2 separate regions of the Gossypium hirsutum genome follow, and region 1 is linked to region 2. A link is a contact called in public Hi-C data. All regions are on one chromosome and are shown on one strand. Each heading gives the region's core, a stretch centred on a gene start, on an enhancer-like site or on the middle of the called end of the contact. The rest is flanking DNA. Distances are from core to core; before and after follow the strand shown.

Region 1 (7,605 bases), core at 54-2,553, 45 kb after region 2:
AAAATTAGGAACTTAATGCACATGTCAATTGAATGCAAAACACACAAAATTAACAAACAACAAATCTCTTTCAAAAAATGCCTGATAGGTTACATATAACATTATGCATTAACATGAAATCCCAATCTACCACGTAGTCCATAAATAATAAATCCATGAAAGAGTATGCAAGCAGCAATGTAAAACAAACAAACAAATAATATAATATAAAATTTTATGCAAATTATCTAGATCAAGAAAATAAGATATAAATTAAAACAAATTGAAATAATTGAAAAAAATTACTAACCTTTTAAAAAAATGGTGAAAAAATCAAATAGTTTAACAAAAAAAAGATTTGTATGCTTTGAATATTTCTCTTTCTATCAAAATATGATGAACAAATTAAAACAATTATGAAAATACATATGTCGTATATAGTTTAATGGAAGATTTATAGGCAGATAACGTGTTATCAAATAATCAAGTAAAAGAATACTAAAAAAGTAAACAATAGATCAAATCAATAGATAATTTTCGCGTATCTCATTTCACGCATATAAGGGTTTTATTTATAATTATTGCCATTTAATACAACACACATAAATGAAGCTTAGTTAAGTGCTTCATTAACACAACTTGCATATTTACTTTCATAATGAATGAGAGGGATTTTATCTCATAAATAAAGGGATTAGAATTTGGACATCCACATTTATTTGTAACAGTTTATTTGATTTTTTATTTTTTAAAAGTTTTCATTTTTTATTTTTTCATCATTTGAAAATTTTTATTTTATTTAATATTTTCATATTTTTCATATTTTTAGAATAAAATTTTATCATTTTTATAAATTGGAATAAAGTTTTATCATTTTTATAACTTGGAACTTAAATGTTAAGAAATTAATAATTAAATCTAAATTAAAAAACTACACTATTAACTTTTAATTAGGAATGCATTTGGATGAACGATGAATTTTTTTACTATTAATATAAAAATAATAATGAAAGTGAAATTAAATATTATAATGTGAGAGAAAAAATAACTAAATGCACTATCAACCGTCTATTCAAACGGACCATAAGAAATCAATAATTTTTAAGTGCAATTACGAGAAATTATTCGCATTTAAGGGTTTATTTAATTGTTTTTTCAACCCCTAAATTTTCCGGTTGGAAGTCAAATCCTAAAACGTAATCCTCTTAATCAATCTGACCCGTCAAATTAGAATACCAAAAAGAAGCTACTCAACGTGGCACCATCTAAGCCGTATATTCACCAAAACATAAACCTTTTAATTTCATATTTTAAAATTTTAAAATTGTTTTCCTTGTGAAGTTAATTTCCTTTCAAGGCGCTAATAAAATAAAATACCAGAGACCAAGGAGAGACTGGTTGGTAGCTAATCGTGTTCTTTGTTCTTCGGCTTCACCGTCTCGTTTAGGTAACGACACCCCTATTTCTCTTAATCTTAATTTCACTAGACCTCTTTTTGGAAGCAATTTCTGGTTATAATTTAATCGTAATTTATCCTCACCTGTTTTTTTCCCTATTTCAATGATTTCATTTCCTTCCTCCCTTCTCAACTAATATCGATCGGTTACTTCCATTATCTTCCTCCTCTGCTTCCAATTCTAGGGTTCGGATCGCACCAAAATACGGGATTTTTTACTGTCGATTATATAAATAATTGGCTTCTTTTTTAAATGACGAGTGCGGGCAATGAAGAAGTCGATGCAGTGCTCAGTGACGTGGAGTCTGATGAGCCGGTACCGATTGTTATTAAAGATCCGTCTCGAGAGGATGTATCGGTCGAGAAATTCCGTGAAATTCTGGCGGAGCTCGATCGCGAGAAACAAGCACGAGAAGCTGCCGAGAATTCCAAATCAGAACTTCAAGTTTCGTTTAATCGATTAAAAGCTTTGGCTCACGAGGCGATTAAGAAGCGAGATGAGTGTGGGAGACAACGTGACGAAGCTCTCCGCGAGAAAGAAGAAGCTTTGAGATCGAACGATAACTTAACGGCGCAATTAGCTGAAGCTAATAAGATTAAAGTCGAGGTTACGAAACAGAGAGAAGATTTGGCGAAGCAATTGGAGGAAGCGTCCAAGGGAAAAGATGGATTGCGATCGGAGATCGAGACTTCTGCTCATATGCTTGTTTCAGGTATAGAAAAAATATCTGGAAAAGTTAATAATTTCAAGAACTTCTCTGCTGGAGGATTGCCGCGATCGCAAAAGTACACCGGACTGCCCTCCGTTGCTTATGGAGTCATCAAAAGAACAAACGAGATCGTTGAAGAGCTCGTTAAACAGATCGAAACCACAACCAAATCTAGAAACGAAGCCAGGGAGCAGATAGAGCAACGAAATTACGAAATTGCCATTGAAGTTTCTCAGCTTGAAGCTACATTAAGTGGGTTACGAGATGAGGTGGCAAAGAAAACTAATATAATTGAAAATTTAGAGAAGAATATAGCTGAAAAGGATGGGAAGATTGGGGAGATTGAAAAAGAGATGTCGGAGAAGATTAATTTGGCACAGGATGAATTAATGGAGTTGAGGAACTTGACCAGTGAATATGATGATAAATTGAAAATTTGGCAGATGAGGATGGAATTACAGAGACCGTTACTGGTTGATCAGTTGAATTTCGTTTCTAGAATTCATGAAATTATTTATGATGTTATTAAGATTGTTGATGCTGATAATATGGATCAGTCAGATGTATCGGAGTCCTTTTTTCTTCCACAAGAGACAGATTCTGTGGAAAATATACGCGCTTGTTTGGCGGGGATGGAGTCTATCTATGAATTAACAGGAATTCTTGCTGGGAAAACAAAGGACTTAGTGGATGAAAAGAATCGTGAAGTAAAGAGTTTAAACGAAACAGTTGCTCGATTGATTAAGGAGAAAGAACATATTGGTTCTTTACTTAGGAGTGCATTGTCCAGGAGGATGGTATCTGAAAATAAGTCCAAAACTAACGAGTTGTTTCAAACTGCTGAGAATGGTTTGAGAGAGGCTGGAATTGACTTCAAATTTAGTAATCTTATTGGCGATGGAAATAAAGCTGGAGATCCAGGCTCAGACCAGGATGAAATATACACTCTGGTTAGATTTTTTCTATTGCCATTGATTTGTTACATGTTCTCTTTAAGTTTGCATAGTGTTTCAAGGTCATATCTTTCCCTTTTGAGGTTCTATTATGTCATTTGACAGGCTGGTGCTTTGGAGAATATTGTCAAAACATCTCAGCTTGAGATAATTGAACTGCAGCATTCTGTGGAGGAATTAAGGTACCTGTTATTTCGGATTTTTAAAATTGCACAAAATCAATATTCTATCCTCCTGCTTTTGTATGGGACGATTAAAGGAATATTAGGAGTAGAATAGGTTAACATAGAGAGTTTTTCTGCATGAACTGAACTCCATACTGTTCTAATGTATTAAGGGCAGAGTCGAGTGTACTTAAAGAACATGTGGAGGCTCAAGCCAAGGAGCTCAACCAAAGAATGCATCGTATAGAGGAGCTTGAAGAGAAGGAGAGAGTAGCAAATGAAAGTGTAAGTAACATCTCTCTCTCTAATTTTTACAGTAAACTAGCTTAATGTTTGTTCCCATTTTCTTGGAGTACAGTTATCAGATTCTTAGGTTAATTTTAAGTGTTAGAAGAACTGACTAAGTTGCATTTATGCTTCTTTGTGGACATTTAATGCTGACTTAACTAATGTGAAGGTTGAAGGACTTATGATGGACATTGCTGCTGCGGAGGAAGAAATTACAAGATGGAAATCAGCAGCTGAGCAAGAGGCTGCTGCAGGAAGAGCTGTAGAGCAAGAGTTCTTAGCTCAGGTATGTTTGCTAAGATGCTACAGGTCTTTTAATAGATACTATATATCTTGTTTTGTGAACAGTTATCGAAGGTCTTTGTGGTGGCAGTTTTGAGTAGTCATCATCTTGAAGTTCTGCTAGTATGGAATTTACAATTTAGCTGTAGACTGAGGTTTGAATCTTAACACATCTAGACAAGATCAAATGCATCTAACGTTAAAGAATAATATGCCGCAATAATAGGAGAATCATATAGGCTATGTTGTAAAGTCAAGTAGGTTTGGATTGTAAAATGAGATTAAAACCAAAACTGTGTTTTTGTGTTTGGTTGATGTACATACTTCCAGTGGGGAGGGAAGCGGTTGTTTACTAGATATAGGATAAGTGACAATATATTTGGATAACTTGTAGTTGTATAACATTTCCATAGGGCATAAGCTGGAGAAACTTACCAAAAATAACCTCAAAAAGAGTTTTTTTTTTTGGTTTCTTTTGTGGATGGTATTTCTTGAGAAGAATTATTGAATCAACCAACCTGATGAGTTATTGTCAGGAGATAGTGTGTATTTTTGTAATCCAGTGAACGAAAAAAAGGCTATTATGAAAACATGGATGTCAAGCATTAGGGGCAAAGTGAAACAAATCCAATAATGCTGTTAAAATTTTGACAGTTTAGTTAGCTTTTTCATCCAAAAAAATCCAATTTGACTAATTTTTGAAAGTTGAGGGCCAAAGTGAAAAAAAAAAAAATAGGGCCAAAGAGACAAAATGGGTAAACATTAGGGGATAAATTTATCATTATGCCTTTAAAAATACAAGAAAATGTTTGGGAATAGTCAGTTGCACCTAATTATTTGATGTGATGCATCTGTATCTTATTATTTTTCTTATTACCAGATATCAATTTACTCCTAATCATCATGATTTAATAAATATCCGCAGCTATCAGCAGTTAAGCTGGAGCTTGAAGAGGCGAAGCAAGCCATGTTAGAATCTGAGAAGAAGCTAAAATTCAAAGAAGAAACTGCTGCTGCTGCCATGGCAGCAAGAGATGCAGCTGAGAAATCATTGAAGCTGGCAGATATGAGGGCAAGTAGGCTGAGGGAAAGAGTAGAGGAGCTTACCCGTCAGCTAGAAGAGTTTGAAACACGAGAAGACTCAAGGGGTCGAAATGGACCGAGATATGTTTGTTGGCCATGGCAGTGGCTTGGGCTGGACTTTGTAGGGTTTCATAAACCAGAGACACAGCAACAGAGTTCAAATGAAATGGAGCTTTCTGAACCACTTTCTGAACCTCTTCTCTGATTATACTTCTCTCTTTTTCTGTGTAAAATCAGTTCATAGTAATTTCATTCTTCAAAGCTCCTTCATTTGCAATGATTTTGTCACTTCTATAATTCTGACATGGCAATGATTTCCGAGAGTTGAATCTTTCTTGTTCATACTTCCATGGCAACGAATCTTTATAATCAAACTCATCTATTTTCCATTGTTTTGGTTTTCCTTTCCAATTCTGTTTTGTTCTTAATGTCATCATCGGAGTTTATCCTCTCTTTTCCTTTTCCCTTTTCTCTCTCTATTCATTTCAGGGCTTTGGTCGTTGTTGAAAGAAAAATTATTGCTGTTCGTTTCAAACTATTTGAACAGGTGAGGAAGAGCAATTGATAGTTGAGGTCTCGATAGCTGCTTTTCGGTATGGCAAGTAGAAAGTAGCAAGGAGAGAGCCATTGGTGAAATCTCTGATGAACAAAGAATGCTTAGTCGATACATGTGACTCAATGGAGTTCTTATATTCTCAAGGTACTTTCAGTGAAGTGAATGTTTATTGTTACTGCTTCTTATGTGGAGTAGTTGCTGATTTGTTTATAATTTGTGTCCTCCTATCTATAGATGTTGGTCAGGATGATGCAGCTTCTTCTATTTCTCTTGTATATTTACTCATGGGGGTCCTCTTTCTGTTGCTCTAACTAGTTTTTCTCCATTGTCAAATTGGTAATGCTGTAAGTAGATTATTGTTCAACATTTATGTTACTGTGAGCGTGGGGTACTGATATCTGTATTAAAAGTGAGTATATTTTATTTTTTAAAAGTTTTTTTTTCTTATATTTGAAAGTGTTTTAGAGTATACTATGTTTAAACCCATGCATAAATAAAAATAATTTTTAATATAATACAATTAATGAAATAAACACTCTTGAATAATTATATTTTATTTTTCTTAAATATAGACCTCATTTAAAATAAATAAAAGAGCATACGAACTTTTGCTTAATAAAACTAAACTTCTTAAAATATTTTATGTTCTTCAAATATAAATGAATGATGAATGATGCATTGAATGTAGCACTTTACATAAATTTCGATTATAATATAAAACGCGATTTAAAATTTGTGTGCATGAAATAATAAACTGAATAAATTTTTAGGAGTAGAAAGTTGTATATAGTCAAAGTTGCTATTTATTTATTTTTAACTATAAAACAATATGCCAAAACAATATTTTTTCGTTCCTTTTTCATTTAATTTAATATTATATTTTTTTTGTACAATTCAATTTTTTTTCTTTTATTATTTAAGAATTTATTTCATTAAACACAATTAATTATGTTAAAAAAACAAAAATATGTAAGATCACAACTAAAAAAATTACCTTATAAACTTGATCTGAAATTTTAGCATTAAATTAACGGTTAATTTCATTATAAATATTTACAACCTCAAATTAACATCAAAGTTTTTTATTTTTTAGAGAACATCAAAGTTTTTAAGATACACTAAATTCTCCTTTCTCTCTCTCTAAAAAAAAATCCTTTAATTATGTACCCTCGGGACAGTAGTCTAAATTCTGAAAAGTACGCATTAGTCATGTATTTTGTAAAAATTCTAAAATCATGTCCACATATAATGGCATTCACTTTAAATTCTTCAATTATTCGAATAAAGGAAAGATTTGTAATTTTTAGCTTCAGTGCTTCAAAATTTTAAGATTTTATCTTAATTTCTTAAATAAAATATTTTACTTTGTTCTTGCTTCTTAAAACAACTTCAAAACAATATTACGAAACAATACTATCTATCTTGAAACCGGAAAAAGCAAACTAATACAAATTAAAACCTGCAATTTCATAATTCTATTTTGTAAAAATTGAAAAGTTAATCTCTCTTATTTAATGTCAAATTTTTGTGAAGGTAATTTAATTAGATAAAAATGCCAATAAATTATAACAATTAAATTAATAATTAAAAGTTACTACAATAACTAAAATATACGTGTTTTTAAAAAAGTTCTCTGATGTCAACTTCCAGTAATATTGAGGACAACAATGAGTGTTCGACAGATAGTCGCAACACTAGAAAAGTCCGTTTCAAAGACAAAGGAGTGGATAGCGTAGAAATGTCAATAGACCGGCCTCTACTGTGTCATGGAAAGATATGCTATTGCGTAAATCCGTTGAGCCTGCGAAGGAACCAGGGGAAGATGGTGGAACATTTCACTAAGTTTCCCGCGGTTGCTTTCTCAGATCGGGTTCAGCAATACCTGTTAAAAGGATATGAAAACCACGATACTGGTGAAGTTTTGGGGTCGAAGCACTGGTTATGCTACTCTGCAAAATAGGGTCTCGAGTCTATGGCGACCCTCAAAACCGTTTCAACTTATGGCTGTGGAGAATGGGTATTTTTTCGTATAAAATTTCAGAGGAAAGAAGATTATGAGAGAGTGCTCACCCAAGGACCTTGGATTCTCTTCGGCCAATATCTTATGGTTCAAATGTGGACATTGGATTTTAAT
Region 2 (6,769 bases), core at 3,130-5,629:
AGGCCTTGAAGAAGAAATTAAATGATGGAAAGGGTGGATGGTTGGATGAACTGACTAGTATTCTTTGGGCCCTTCGAACTACATCCCACTTGACACAAAAGAAACACCCTTCAACCTAATGCTTGCCTCTGAAGCTATGATACCTGCAAAAATTGGCCTTAATGCCCACCAAGTTCTCCACTACGCAATAAATGATGTACTTGAAATTGATTATCCTTTTACTTTGATATCATTTTATCGAGCAAAAACTCAATCCTTAATATAAATTATGTACTTGACCTTGACTCGACCCAACTCAATATGTCACCCAAATATAACCATAATACAATTTAATAAAATTAATTAAACAGTAACTATGTAATACTTTTTTGTGTGTTTTTCTTAGAATGCAATACATCACAGCATAAAAAAAACATAAGTAAAATTATGTTATATAGGAATATTTTCATAGTAATCTCAAAATAGGAAGAGGCGAGTTTTTCCATCTTAACTCAAAAATCAATTTTAAAAAAATCAAACTATAATTTGTCGAATCACATTGAAATTCATCAATTATATTTAAATGCTAAAAAATCAATTAAGCCGTTAATCAAAAATTAGACTCAATTGAAGTCTTAATTAAAAGCATGCAATTAATTAATCCCTTCAAATTTAATTTTTAGTCAAACCCACTTACTGTCCATTAAGTGATGATATGTCAACTAACTTTATGAAGTTTAATTAATTTTTTTTAGTTATTTTATAATTGCTTTTTAACATTTAAGAAAAAAATTAAAAAATCAAGTTAAAAAAAGATTTTTAAAATTCTAAAAGAATCTAAAATTCTAAAAGGTTATAAAGATTTATAAAAAGTGCAAGCGTTAAAAGAAAATTTTAAAAATCATAAAAAAAATTAAAAATCTAGAATTAAGAAAAACTAGAAGATTCTAAGAAAGTCAAAAAATTCTAGAAAATTTTAATTTCTTTAAAGATTCTATAAATTATAAAAACTCAACTTATGGATTTCAATTTTTAATATAGGCCTGCTACCCTAGCACATCTCTGTCTGCTCTCTCTGGCAGAATTTAGGTCTTTTGTTCTTTTTAGTCATTGTTTGGGTTGGACGGCGAGGTATTACATAGTGTTTCTTTTCATTAGTAAATAGTGATATTCAACGTGGTATTAGTCATTGGTTCATGTTCATTAGCCATTTGCAATAGTCAACGTGGTCATACTCATTGTCTTCCTTTTCGTTCGAGATTTCTGATCCTCAATCAAATTTGGTCTGAGGCTATGGAGTCGGAATTTGTTGAATTAACAATTAATGAGGAGGAAGAAGAGATCTTGCAAATACAAGTAGAGCAAAGTGCAGTAAGGGAGATAGGAGTTTTTCATCTAGTGGGTTGTTTCTTTATAGCCATATCATCCACTTTCCAGCAATGAAAAGTACCATGGCAAATCTGTAGCATCCTGTACGGGTGTTCAAATCCGGGATCTGGGAGAGAAAAGGTATTTGTTTTAGTTTTTTCACGTTATGGATATGGAGAGAGTTTTGAAGGGTTCTCCTTAGACTTTTAATAATCATTTATTGGTACTATACAAGATGTAGTGGGGGGAGGATCCTTTGAAAGTCCCTCTAATTTTTACTCCCTTTTGGGTTCAGATTTATAATATTCCTATTGGGCTTTTCTCTGAGCATATGGCTTTACAACTTCGAAATTTCATAGGGGTTTTTATGGAATATGATGGTTCTAATTTAGGGAAAGAAAATCATAATTATATGCGTATAAGAGTTCAAGTTGATGTTCGTCATCCCTTGAAACGAAAGAAATAGCTTATGTTTAATGGACAATGCTCATATGTTCATTTTAAATATAAAAGACTGTCACTTTTTTGTTTTTACAGCGGTAGATTGGGCCATAGTGATTCCTTCTGTGAAGCAAAAATGACGGTAGGAGTGGAAATTGCTAAAATGGGATGGGATTTATCGTTGAGAGCTCAATCCCAAAGAGCTCTTGCTATGAAAAGCGTTTGACTACGTGAGGAAAGGGAAGGGTAATGGGGAGAAAGTCGAGTGAGGCGTAAAATCCCAAGAAACAAGTTCGGGGTTGTTGGAAAAAATGCTGAAACCAAGAATAATACTGATCCTGTTTTGGGTTTTAATTTGGAAAGGTGACTATATAATTCTCATCAAAGGGCCGACAATTCATTCCCCATTTATCTGCCTATTACTATGGATCATGATCTTAAAGATAGTGTATTAATTGGAGAGGAAGGTAAAAAGAGGGCTAGAGGGGAAGGTGAAGATTTAACAGGAAGTGAAGAGGACAATTTTAAGGTGACACGAAGCAAGGGGGTAAAAGAAGTTAATTATTTATTGGCGGCTACCACAAGGCATGCCGACCAAAAGCAATGAAAATCTTAAGCTGGAATGTCCGTGGATTGGGGAGTCCCCAGACAATTCGTAGACCTCGACATTCGCTGAAGTTATATAATCCTCAAATAGTCTTCTTTATGGAGACAAAAGTTTGCAGAAGTCGTAAGGAATAAGTTCGCAAAAGTTCTAGTTTTTTTAATGGAATTGACGTCGACTCAAGTGGTTCTAGGGGTGGGTTATGTTTGGCTTGGAAAGGAGATATCAATGTTTAACTTCAGAGTTTCTCGGGAAGGCATATTGATGTGATAATAGAAGATGTGGATGAATATCATAAATGGCGATTTACTGGGTTTCATGGATCACCTTATCATCAAGATAGAGATGTAACGTGGAGACTATTAAGACAATTGGGTCATGCTGAAGAGCCTCTATGGATGGTACGTGGAGACTTCAACGAAATTCTATATGGGTTTGAGAAAAAAGATGGTTTACTTCGTGAGGAATGGAGAATGAAAGCTTTTAGAAAGGCGCTAGAACATTGTAATTTATCTGATTTGGGCTTTTTTAAGAACGGGTTCACATGGGAAAGGGGTAATTTTTCAGAAAATAATATTCAAGAGCGTTTGGACAAAGGTGTAGCTAATAATGATTAGGTGTCTCTCTTCCCAGAGTATCAAGTTCGACATCTCCCTCATTCCTTCTTAGATCATTGTCCATTGCTTAGAACCACAATACGTGAAGTTGGGAGGCAAGGTAAAAGAAAGTTCCAGTTTGAAGCATGTTACGTTATGGAGAAATCATTCTTGGGAAAGGTTAAGAGTATATGGGAAAGCTCAAATGGGAACTTACTTCATAAACTGGACTGTGTTCAAAATGGGTTACAGAATTGGGCTGATGACATTCAACATAGTAGAAAAATTAAGAAAGAGGTCCTCCAATTAAAGTTGGCAAAACTACTAGAAGAAGACATAAGTGATGAAAATTTGGTGGAACTTATTGATACAAAAATTGCACTTAGCTTAGAGATTGAGAAAGATGAGCGGTATTGGGAACAAAGGGCGCGTATTAATTGGTTAAAATTAGGTGACAGGAACGCTGCCTTTTTTCCATAAGCAAGCGAAGCAAGCGATGCAGAGACAAGACAACGGAGGAATCTTATTAAAAAATTACAAATGGACTATGGTAGGGAAACGGAAGTTTAGGAGGAAATGGAAGAAATAGCAAGATCATATTTTCAACATCTGTTCTTGGATGGAAGAAGAGGAGATTATAATCACGTTTTAGAGGGAATTGATCGCTGTGTCCAAGAAGAAGACAATCTAAAACTCAAGGCACGCTACTCGAAAGAGGAGATACGTGAGGCATTAAAAGAAATGGGCCCAAAAGGCACCAGGAGAGGATGGTTTTCCGGTAATATTCTACCAGAAATGCTGGTCGATTATAGGGGAATAAGTCCAAAAGGCACCAGGAGAGGATGTTTTTCCGGTAATATTCTACCAGAAATGCTGGTCGATTATAAGGGAAGAAGTTTCATCTTATTGCCTTAACATACTAAACGAAGGTATGGATATGAGCCCAATTAATAAGACAAATATTGTGTTAATCTCGAAGGTGGTGAATCCCTTGAATATCACTCAATTTCAACCTATTAGCTTATGTAATGTGCTGTATAAATTGATTGCCAAAGTTATTGCTAATCGTCTCTGAATTATGATAAATAAATGTATTGATTCAGCACAAAGTGCTTTTGTGCCCAGAAAGTTAATCTTTGATAATGTACTACTGGACTATGAGCTTCTTCATACTTGAAAGCACAAGAGAATAGGGAAAAAAGGGTTTATGGAAGTGAAGCTGGATACAAGTAAAGCATATGATAGGGTCGAATGGAGTTTTGTGAAAGAAATAATGAATAAAATGGGTTTTGATTCAGATTGGGTTGACTCGCTGATGAAATGATCACTACTGTGTCTTATTCGGTGGCTATTAATGATAACATCGATCACACTTTTCTTCCCTCTAGAGGTCTCCAACAAGGGGGTCCTCTGAGCCCGTTTTATTTTTATTCTGTGGGGAAGGATTATCTAGTCTTATGAGGTCAGCATTGAAAGGAAAAATAGTTCGAGGAGTCAAGGCAAGCAGAAGTGGTCCACAAATTTCACATTTATTATTTGCAGATGATTGCATTTTGTTTGGGGTGGCTACAGAAAGAGGAGCAACCTCATTGAACCAGATTCTTCATGAATTTGAATCATGTTCTGGTCAAAAGGTGAACTATTCAAAATCCACCATTTTCTACAGCTCTAAGACAGAAGAGGGGGAAAAAAGAATGATCACCAGAGTGGTCGGAGTTCGTAGTTCAACCGATCCAGAACTGTATTTAGGCTTGCCGAATTTGGTGGGTAGGAGAAAAGAAGAGTCTTTTCAAAATTTGAAGGATAGATTCCAGGTACGAATTGAAAATTGGAGCATTAAGCATATTTCTCAAGAGGGGAAGGAGGTTTTTATTAAGGCCGTTTTACAATCCATCCCAACTTATTCAATGTCTTGTTTTTTACTTTCCAAGTCTCTATGTGCCGAATTGGAAGGATTAATAGTAAAATTCTGGTGGAAAACAAACAGGGGTAAGAAGGGCATTCACTGGTGTGCCTGGAAGGATATCTGTTCATTTATAGAAGAGGGAGATCTTGGATTTCGAAAACTTGACAAGTTTAATATCGCGTTGCTAGCTAAACAAGGTTGGCGTCTAATTACTTATCCAAATTCGTTGTTAGCAAGAGTTTTAAAAGCCAAATATTATCCATCATCTGATTTTTTAAGTGTTCAATTAGGTAACTTACCTTCACTTACCTGGAAAAGTATCTGGTCAGCTAAAGGATTGTTAGAGAAAGGGCTGTGTTGGAGGATTGGTAAGGGTGACCACATTTCCATCTGGTCAGATTCCTGGATTCCAGGACATGAAGCAGACGAGTTGCAGAATTACAGAGGAAATACAAACAAGGAGTTAGTATCAAAGTTGATTAATGAAGACAATAGAACATGGAAAGCAGATACTCCGGTTAATACCTTTAGTGCTGATATCGCGAAAAATATTATGCAGATCCCTTTGGCAAGATCGATACATGAAGATTTCCAAGCATGGGGAAGAGAACCATCAGGCATCTTTTCTGTTCGAAGCGCCTAAAAACTATTACAGAAGTCTACTCGATTTCCTAGTGACGAAATTATACAGGTCGAAAATAAAAATTTCTATAGAAAATTATGGAATTTACATATCCCTCGAAAATTAAAATTACAGTATGGAAGATCTCTTGGAACTATATCCCTACTTTTGCTAATCTCAAACTGAAAAAAGTGATTACTGAAGCTGGGTGTCCTAGATGCAGACAAGCAGAGGAAGATAGCAACCATGTTTTTCGACAGTGCCCTACAACGAAGGAAGTTTGGAGTCAATTAGGTTTTACTTGGGTACTCAATAATAATATTCAGAGTATATGGGAATGGCTCATATGGGTATTTACTCAGAGGACAAACGAGCAGTGTCGCCTTTACTGCTATGGGCTCTGGCTTATCTGGTCAAACAGAAACAAACTTATTTATGAAAATAAAATCTCAAATAGCAGAGACATTTCAAGACAGATAATAACTCAGAAATGCATGGGTTAGAGGAAAAACTACGTATCTGTGAAACAGGCAGACTCTATAACTAGGACAACCGAAGGACAAACGTAAGTATTCACTTCGATGCGGCTTTTGACCAGTATTCTTCCAAATCCACCACAGGGCTGGTGGTTAGAGATAGGCGAGGGGAAATTTTGGCGTCAAAGTCTGTCATTCACTCAAATGTTGCCTCACCGTTTGCAATGGAGGCATATGCCGGATTAGAAGCAGTAAGATTAAGGTTTTCATTGGGCCTCCAGGCATGTGGTATATTTGGTGATTCAAGAACCGTTATAACAAAATGTCAGAGCACGAAAAGAGACAAATCGATTATAGGAGGGATTACAAGAGATATTCAAGATGCGAAGCCATTTTTTCAAGAAATAGGCTTTCATTTTACCCCAAAAACAGCAAACGTTCTTGCGCATGTTATAGCAAAGGAAACATTGAAGGAAGGTGTGGGTTTTTACCTAGAGAACGGCATTTTAGAGTAGATTCAACAAGAGATGGAGAGGTTAAAGCAAAGATGTCCAGACTGATGATAGGATTTGGCCTTGGAAACGTATTGCAAAAGCCTAAAGATTTTCTGAAGATATGAATAGCTCTACTTTTAATGACTGTGACGACTCAGAGAAAAGAGAAATGACATTTAAGTAATCCAGTTGTTTCTGTCGACTGGAGATATTTTTTTAGGATTTAAGTTTCCTATTTTTCTTTTATTTTGTTAGCTATTTTAGTTGCCCGAGGTCCTTTTAC

The links. A called contact is a pair of places that touch in the nucleus more often than the background predicts.
Region 1: a Hi-C map of leaf shows a contact between it and region 2, with 4 times the contacts expected there. The contact joins the promoter of LOC107886536 here to the enhancer-like site in region 2. A contact is called at or near these places in 12 of 34 Hi-C or Micro-C datasets (anther, callus, fibers and 2 more).

Annotation. Positions count from the first base shown.
Region 1 is chrA03:95,886,274-95,893,878 of Gossypium_hirsutum_v2.1, forward strand. It overlaps LOC107886536 (paramyosin), which reads left to right and starts at 1,304. Exons shown (of 6, transcript XM_016810525.2): 1 at 1,304-1,426; 2 at 1,621-3,095; 3 at 3,204-3,280; 4 at 3,436-3,547; 5 at 3,720-3,836; 6 at 4,758-5,304. The coding sequence starts at 1,689. The coding sequence ends at 5,120. It overlaps LOC107886535 (a long non-coding RNA gene), which reads right to left. Exons shown (of 2, transcript XR_001680788.2): 2 at 7,025-7,605.
Region 2 is chrA03:95,838,607-95,845,375 of Gossypium_hirsutum_v2.1, forward strand. No RefSeq gene overlaps it. Among protein-coding and RNA genes, the nearest start is that of LOC121225794, 12 kb to the right of the region's middle. Within about 2 kb of position 4,380, at least 8 of the 9 cell types and tissues checked have an H3K27ac peak or open chromatin away from gene starts, as enhancers often do. A contact at or near this core is called in fibers, hypocotyl and leaf, where this site is marked.